Regions from separate parts of the Mus musculus genome. Here regions 2 and 3 are each linked to region 1. A link is a contact called in public Hi-C data. All regions are on one chromosome and are shown on one strand. Each heading gives the region's core, a stretch centred on a gene start, on an enhancer-like site or on the middle of the called end of the contact. The rest is flanking DNA. Distances are from core to core; before and after follow the strand shown. Region 1 has its middle 120 kb from the start of Gm11981. Region 2 holds the start of Adcy1 (adenylate cyclase 1). Region 3 holds the start of Ramp3 (receptor (calcitonin) activity modifying protein 3).

Region 1 (2,523 bases), core at 9-2,508:
TCAGCCTTTAGAACACAGTCCTTAAGTTTTGTTTTTTGTTTTTGTTTTTGTTTTTGTTTTTTTTTTCAAGACAGGGTTTCTCTGTATAGTCCTGGCTGTCCTGGAACTCACTCTGTAGACCAGGCTGTCCTCGAACTCAGAAATTTGCCTGCCTCTGCCTCCCAAGTGCTGGGATTAAAGGCGTGCGCCACCACGCCCGGCCCTTAAGTTTTTTTTTTTTATATTTAGAGCTTTGGAAAACTGTCTGAGATCCTCGGACTCTGTCCTGGTGTGTTCTCTTAAACAACAGAGATGTCTGAGATCCTGAAACAACAGGGATACTGGGGATGTTGGTCTCAGGAAAACTCCCGGCAGCAGTGACGGTATCACCGCTTCTCACTGACAATGTTCTTATTCTGTGCTCACCCAAGTCTCCATACTTTATTTGATCTGGGTCTTCATCTTTAAAAAGATTCCAATCTTTTTTTTTTTTATTGCCATAAAATAATCCTTTCATTATTCAGTGTAGCTGGAAGAAAATCTAGTTTATAGATTGACAGAGACTTATTTTATATCTTCCAAAAGGAGCCCTGTTTTTGGAGAACTTCTTTTTAGATATAAAACACCTACAGTGCAAATGACAGGGTTTCTTCTAAGAGAAACAGAGGAATATTAACTGGGTCCAGCTGGCTGGCTACTGATCTTGATAGTGGAACTAAGATTCAATGAATTCCCCAATCCTATCAGCACAGCCTGTTCTGATGACCATCTGTATTGTAAATATGTATACGAATATTGTAAATATGTAAATTTATATGTCCTTTGATATGGTGCCTAGTCATACCTCTTAATCACACTAACTCCAGTTCATAGGGTTCAGTTCCACAGGATTCGGGTATGGGCCACCGTTAGGGCTGGAAGGCTCTGGGAATCCTAACACACTCCGACTCCAGCCTACCTTGGAGTGCCTCCAGCTCTCTTGACTCAAAAACTTGGGTTGATTCTTCATATTCAAAGTGTCCAAAAACAGTCAATGACAATGGCCTCATGGTATTCTAATCAGTTCAATTATTTATTTTTAATCAAAATTGGACAAATGTTAGAGCCAAAACCTACCTCACTCACGGTGCAGGCACAGAAATTGGGAATCTTTCAGACAGGCTGGCTTTACTAAAAATAATAAAGGCACGCTTTAGGAAAGGATTCGTGTTCAAAACATAAGACATGTAGAGACAACATTATTTTTAAAAGTGAGAATGTGTAACCTAAGAGACTGTGCCTCGTGAGCCCGCATTTTCCTCTGAAATTAGTCTTCAGTGTAGCTCACAGTACAATTAGCTGAGGTTGTAGAGAGACTAAATAACAGTCTTATTTTGCCAATGGAAAGTAAACAGGCTGTATTACAAAATGACTCCTGTTGGAGCTATTTTCCTCTGTGGTTGTAAAATGAGGACTAAGGTAGGGCTGTGTCCATAGAATCTTGATCTTCCACAAGTCTGGCTTTGTGTCTGGCCCACTGTCATTAATGTTTGTTGCGTGGAGAAAGGACAATTTTGTTGAGAAAAGAATTCAAAAAATGACACTGTTATTATCTGATTTAGCCTGCATTATGACTGTCTGTTTACTTACCCAAGCTAAAAATCTGATACAATATCAAACAGTAAGCAAAGAAAATTATTAGCCGTAAGGAAGAGCTAGAGTAATTTAGACATGAAAGACCAATCATTTCTAAAATTAGAACCTAGTTATTTCGCATGAGGTTTTGGGCATGAAATCAACCTGGCTAGAAGGAAAAGCTAGAATTAAAAAAAATAATAATGATTTATTTCAAACCCTCAAAACATCAACTAAAATATTTCATAGACTATAGTAACTATAGAAACAAGGAGCAAATGAGTCAGTCTAGTTAAAGAGTATCAAGAAACATGCAGAGAATTGGGGGGGCGGTAATTAAAATGCCATTCCTTGTCTCATCTGCTATTTTAATTTATTTTTGATTATTTTAACTGTGCATGTAACACTATTTTTAAAATAATGTTTTTATTAATTCTGAGAATTTCATATGATGAATTTGATTGTATTCACCCCCCTCCCCCTAACTCCTTCCATATATCCTCCTACCTCCCAGCCCACTCAACTTCACATTTTCTCTCTTTGAGATATAATAATATTCTTACTATCTGTCTATGTGAATGCTATATCTATATGAATATAATGCTACCCAGGACCAAAAATAATAAATAAGAAATGGAAATAGAAGGACAGTTATATGTTATTTTTTAAATGTTACAACCAAACATCTGATGAAAGCAACTTAGAAAAAGAGGAATTTATTTGGTTTACAGTTGAAGGGACGTCATGGCGGCTAGAGCTTCAGGAAGCAGAGCGCCCTGCGTGTTAGTGCTCAGCTCCTGTTTCCTTCTTCTGTAGTCTGCCAGCTAGGGTGAGGCCTCCCACCTCAGTTCACACTCACAGGCATGCCCAGGGGCTCTCTCCTAGATGACTCTAGGTCCTGCTAATTGGAGAGCAGTATTAACCATGCAT
Region 2 (2,523 bases), core at 9-2,508, 220 kb after region 1:
CAGGGACTGGGGTGAAAACAGTTAGCTTGGGTGCTGACTGGGGCCAGGCAGGCTCTGAGCTGGGAGTGTCTTACAGCGGGAGTCCGCTCCAAGAACAGGGATTAACTGGTTTTCAAGTGGTTCCAGCAAACCTTCAGTATGAACTGTTGGAGATGTTGAGTAGGAAGATTTTTGTAAAAACGACAAGTTCATGTGGCTCAAACTAATTCTAGAGAAAATCTCAAATCCTAATTCCTGTACCTATATAATGTGTGGGGGGGGGGGCACAGGCTCTTACCCTGGGAATTCTCAGGGTCTTCTAAAACAGTCTGGTCAGGATGGACTGAAAGTGAAAATTTGGAAGCGGGGCCTCTAGTAGGAAGAACAGCATATGGGCTGCAAAATTTTGTGAGAGACAGTTCCTGGTGCACCCGTGGGATCCAGAGGTGGCACAAGCTCCTGGCATCTGTTCTACTCTCAGGGTCCTCTGGGACTCTCTCTAAAGGAGAACAGGGGAGCGATCTCAGGGGGCCATCCTGAGTGAGCACCGAATGAAATTCTGTCCGGTCCCTTCCCTTAGTGAATGGACATCACCAAGATCCGCAACTGAGGCGAATCTGTCCCTGCCACTTGTTCAGCTGGAAGTAAACGTCTCGCCATCATTTGCATGGCCAGCTCCTATTTAAGGAGAGAGCCGCGCTATTTTATCTCTCCTTTCAGCCCTCCCTCACCCATCCCTGCACCTAGACCTCACAGCTTCCTTGGACATTGCAGGGCTTTATTCTTGCTCAGGTCAATAGGCAAAGCTTTCACTACCCACCCAGGTGGTGGGCAAATCAGTCACTTAAAGCGCCTTGCATGTGTGACCTGGGATTCTCGGGGTTTCTCGGTGGGCACTGAGTGAGGGGTCCTCTTGGGAGCTGAGTGAGGGCTCCTCTTGGGTGACCTGGTTCTGCTTGCGGAGGGGATACAAATCTAACAGAGCTGTTCCTCCCTCTACTGGGAATTTCTGCGTTTTTTAAACGCCTCCGAAGACTCATAGAGGGGTGGGCTCCACTGTACATAGGAGGGGAAACCGAGGCTCAAAGAGTCAGGAGTGGTGCCCAAGGTCACGTGGCCCCTTGGGCGTGCGGGATCCCGGGCGCTGAGTTGGGCGCGGACTCTGTCCGCCCAGGATCGGGGCTCTTGGGGCTCGCCTGTCGCAGCACGGTCGCCGCAGAGGACCACTGCCGGGGCGCGGGCGGGCGCCAGTGCGCAGGCGCGGCGGGCGGGAGGGGACGCGCTCGGGGCGCGCGCGCTGGGCAGCCGGCGCCCCAACTCCGCCCGCCCCGCGCCCCGGCGCCTCGCCGCCCGCCGCCCGCCCGCCCCGGGGCCGCCGGCCGGCGCCCCGGCGCCCCGGGCCGGCGAGGGGCGCGCCCGTGGCCGCGGCCGCTGCATGGCGCTGAGATGGCGGGGGCGCCGCGCGGCCAAGGCGGCGGCGGAGGCGCGGGCGAGCCCGGGGGCGCAGAGCGGGCGGCCGGGCCGGGCGGCCGGCGTGGGTTCCGGGCGTGTGGCGAGGAGTTCGCGTGCCCCGAGCTGGAGGCGCTGTTCCGCGGCTACACGTTGCGGCTGGAGCAGGCGGCCACGCTGAAAGCGCTGGCTGTGCTCAGCCTACTGGCGGGCGCCCTGGCGCTGGCTGAGCTGCTGGGCGCACCGGGGCCAGCGCCGGGCCTCGCCAAGGGGTCGCACCCAGTGCACTGCATCCTTTTCCTGGCGCTGTTCGTGGTCACCAATGTCCGATCCCTGCAGGTGTCCCAGCTGCAGCAGGTCGGTCAGCTGGCGCTGTTCTTCAGCCTCACCTTCGCGCTACTCTGCTGCCCCTTCGCGCTGGGCGGCCCCGCGAGGAGCTCTGCAGGAGGCGCAATGGGCTCGACGGTCGCCGAGCAGGGGGTTTGGCAACTCCTTTTGGTCACCTTCGTGTCCTATGCCTTGCTGCCCGTGCGCAGCCTACTGGCCATCGGCTTCGGGCTGGTGGTGGCTGCCTCGCACTTACTGGTCACAGCCGCCTTGGTCCCTGCCAAGCGCCCACGTCTCTGGAGGACGGTAAGTGGCACCACGAGTCCCCCATTGGGTTGGAGACACATCTGCCAGCAGCACTGGAGGTGGCAGGAGTTTAACGTTCTTCCTATGGAGAAGGTGGGGAAACTGAGGTTCTGAAGGTGGGACAGGTGTTCAAGGTCAACAGCAAACTGAGGATGCAGTGGAGGAGCTAGCACCCTCCACCCGGTGTTTCTTACGAGATAAGAGTCCCTAGCGTCTTTAGGGTGGAGACGAGAGACTGGTGTGTGGTGGTGGTGGTGGTGGTGACAGGCCCAAGGTCAGGCAGTAGGGTACCGAGCTCAAGTGGGGGACCCAAGCCTGATCCACCGCGCCGGGTTGTACCCGTGTCCCTCAGTAGAGGTACTGAAAAGTGGGAGGGTGCGCGGTCTCCAGGCCAGGCTTCTAGGCTGGCAGAGCGCGCAGCCCCTGGGTTCCTCTCCAGCTCGCCTGGAGCGCATCTGGGGC
Region 3 (2,523 bases), core at 15-2,514, 180 kb before region 1:
TTAAAAATGCTATTTTTTTTAATCTTTAAGATTTCTTTGGTTTATATGTATGGGTGTGCACAATTGCGTGCGGCACCCTCAGAGGCCAGAACGAACTGGATCCCATGGAGCTGGCGATACAGATGATCATGCGCTACCTCCAGTACCTGTGGGAACCAAACCCAGGTCCCCTGTAAGTGCCCTTAACCACTGTGACATCTCTTCAGCCCTAAAGTAGTTACAGGGTTTTGTTTGTTTATTTGCTTGTTTGTTTTTGTTTCTGGCTTCGACCAGAATTTTCTCAGTGAAAATTCACAGAAAGTTGTAGTGAGCCTTTCTAGGTCAGGAAAGGTGAGCTGAGCTCAGTGATGGGGCGTGGGAGACAGAAGTGCTTGTTTAGGTGGGGAAAGCCATCCTCCCAGGTCTGGGCCTTAGCTCTCAGACCAGCAAGTGCTTTCCTGGGGGACAATAAGCTTTGGAGGACAAAGAGGTCTGCTTTTCTCTTTCTGAGGAGTGGTCCCAACATTGGGAACAGGAAGCTGTCCTGGGCTTGAGGGACAGATGTAGTCTATGGTGGGAGAAACTGAGGCCTTTTCTTTTCTTTCTACCTGCTGATTCCAGAAGCCAGGTCCTTGGAGGCCCCGTCACTGACCCGCCTGCCCTCAGTTAGCTTCAGACTTAGCCATTTGTGTTTGCATGTGTGCACACCCAAGCTCCCCTCCCCAGTGCCTCAGTCTGGAAGAATGCCCCCCCCCCCCCCATCTGCTCAGCAACCCACTTCATGCCCTTCTCTGTCCCTTGGAGACAGGCAGGGCTCTCAGACTTGTCTCTGCTTAAATTTATGTGCCTGGCTTAGGGGGGTCCCACAGGACCTGCAAGGATGAACCCCGGGTTTCTCCGAGTTCAACCTCTTGTCTGTCTTCTGCCTGGCTCCCCTCTATCAACCTGTACTGCATAACTCCCTTCATTTCTCCAGCTTGCTTCCCAGTTTGACACTGAGGTTAATCCGGCTCATCCCCAGACCAAACCTGCAGTCTTCCGGTTAGAACCCCTTCTCCATTCCCGCCACGCTGGACTGGCTCTCCCACCCGACTGCACTTCCCCTTCCTCTGTTCCAGTCTATATCCCAACGCGACCCCCACCTCCTGTCCCCACCACCTGCCCCTCCAGAGAGAAGCTGAGAATTCTAGGCAACGGAGGGAGTCAGGGGCGGGGTGGGGGCGTGGCCTGGGTTGGGGCTCTCCGAGGTCCCGCCCTGGTCCCGCCCCAAGCCTCTTACCTCCGAATGTCGCTGTTGCTGCAAGCCGGCTGCATCTTAGTTGGCCATGAAGACCCCAGCACAGCGGCTGCACCTTCTTCCACTGTTGTTGCTGCTTTGTGGTAAGGAGACATTTGGGTCGGGGTACTCCATCTCCTCGGGTCCTTGGGACCCACGCGGACTCTCTCCTTCCCGCGTCCAGCCTAGGCTGCGCTCTTCCCCCCCCCCCCCCCCCCCCAGAGTTTGGAAAAGACACAGGCACGCTGACTCCAGCACATCCTGCAGGTTTTGTGGAGGGTCTTCATAACTCCTCCAACCTTAGAAGAGCTGAGGGAAAAGGCTTTGAGCTGCAAGGGCTGCACAGTTCCCTGTGGGGTAGAGATATTCTGGGGTCCAGGGAAGGGTCTTTGGTGAGGTAGTGAGTTTCTTTCCCATCCTGCCCCGGGCACATGGCACACAGGTGCAGGTAGCTAGAATCCTTTTCCAGTGAGAAAATCGGACTCAGGGAGAAACATTGCTTTCACAAGATAGAAATGGGATAAATATTAAGCTTGTTTTGAAAGGGGTGTGGAGGGAATAAAGTTAGTAGGGAGACATATTAAAGGAGCCTGAGGGAGTTTAATGGGGCGGGGAGAGTAGGAGTGGATATGCTCAAAATACTTTGTATACATATGTAAAATTTCAAAGAATAAAAAGTGAAGTATCTTACTGAAGAAGTTACCCAAGGATAAATAAGAGGATACATGTATGTGTATGTGTATGTGTATATGCTTGTGTACACACATGTATGCATGTACCTGTGGCTCTGGGTGTGCCTGATTGTATCTGTGTGCCTGTGTGGGCATGTGTGTGCATGAGTGCCTGTGGAAGGGTTTGATAGGAGAGGGCTTGCTGGGCAAGGCCAGTGCTTGGCTAGAACTGTGAGGGAAGCTGTTGGCAGGAGGGGGCTCTGTCCTCCAGGAGGAGGGGCTCTGTCCTCCAGGAGGAGGGGCTCTATCCTCCCTCCAGGTGGAGGGGCTCTGTCCTCCAGGGCCATGGTCCCGAGTTTTCCTTACTCTCCTGGTTCAGCCTCCTTGGCTGTAAGATGAAGTTGGACCTGTTTGTAGTGTCTTCCTCAGTGTTGATGACTTGGGATGCGGTCTGGGAGTTGGGACAGAGGTGGGCCAGACTCAACAATTAGTTCTCTCCCTTTGAAGAGGTCTCTGCTTACAGAGTGAGACCATTTTTCGTGTTCTACAGTGGGCGCTCAGGCTGGGGTAGTTTTATGTTGAAGGCTGGGACTGTGA

What was found. A called contact is a pair of places that touch in the nucleus more often than the background predicts.
Region 2: a Hi-C map of cortical neurons shows a contact between it and region 1, with 2.9 times the contacts expected there. The contact joins the promoter of Adcy1 here to the enhancer-like site in region 1. A contact is called at or near these places in 4 of 39 promoter capture datasets (3T3-L1-derived adipocytes, hippocampal neurons, liver and 1 more), 4 of 484 Hi-C or Micro-C datasets (cerebellar granule neurons, cerebral cortex, cortical neurons and 1 more) and 5 of 115 datasets of contacts at active chromatin or transcription factors (VIP interneurons, embryonic forebrain, embryonic hindbrain and 2 more).
Region 3: a Hi-C map of cortical neurons shows a contact between it and region 1, with 1.9 times the contacts expected there. The contact joins the promoter of Ramp3 here to the enhancer-like site in region 1. A contact is called at or near these places in 3 of 39 promoter capture datasets (embryonic stem cells, hippocampal neurons and stem cell-derived epiblast-like cells), 4 of 484 Hi-C or Micro-C datasets (cerebral cortex, cortical neurons and embryonic stem cells), 1 of 115 datasets of contacts at active chromatin or transcription factors (astrocytes) and 2 of 9 other capture datasets (adipose tissue and liver).

Annotation. Positions count from the first base shown.
Region 1 is chr11:6,841,118-6,843,640 of GRCm38.p6, forward strand. No RefSeq gene overlaps it. Among named protein-coding and RNA genes, the nearest start is that of Gm11981, 120 kb to the left of the region's middle. Within about 2 kb of position 1,259, at least 5 of the 459 cell types and tissues checked have an H3K27ac peak or open chromatin away from gene starts, as enhancers often do. A contact at or near this core is called in cortical neurons, where this site is marked.
Region 2 is chr11:7,062,175-7,064,697 of GRCm38.p6, forward strand. Adcy1 (adenylate cyclase 1) reads left to right here and starts at 1,259. Exons shown (of 20, transcript NM_009622.2): 1 at 1,259-2,061. The coding sequence starts at 1,426.
Region 3 is chr11:6,657,269-6,659,791 of GRCm38.p6, forward strand. It overlaps Ramp3 (receptor (calcitonin) activity modifying protein 3), which reads left to right and starts at 1,265. Exons shown (of 3, transcript NM_019511.3): 1 at 1,265-1,359. The coding sequence starts at 1,305. It also overlaps the pseudogene Gm11978.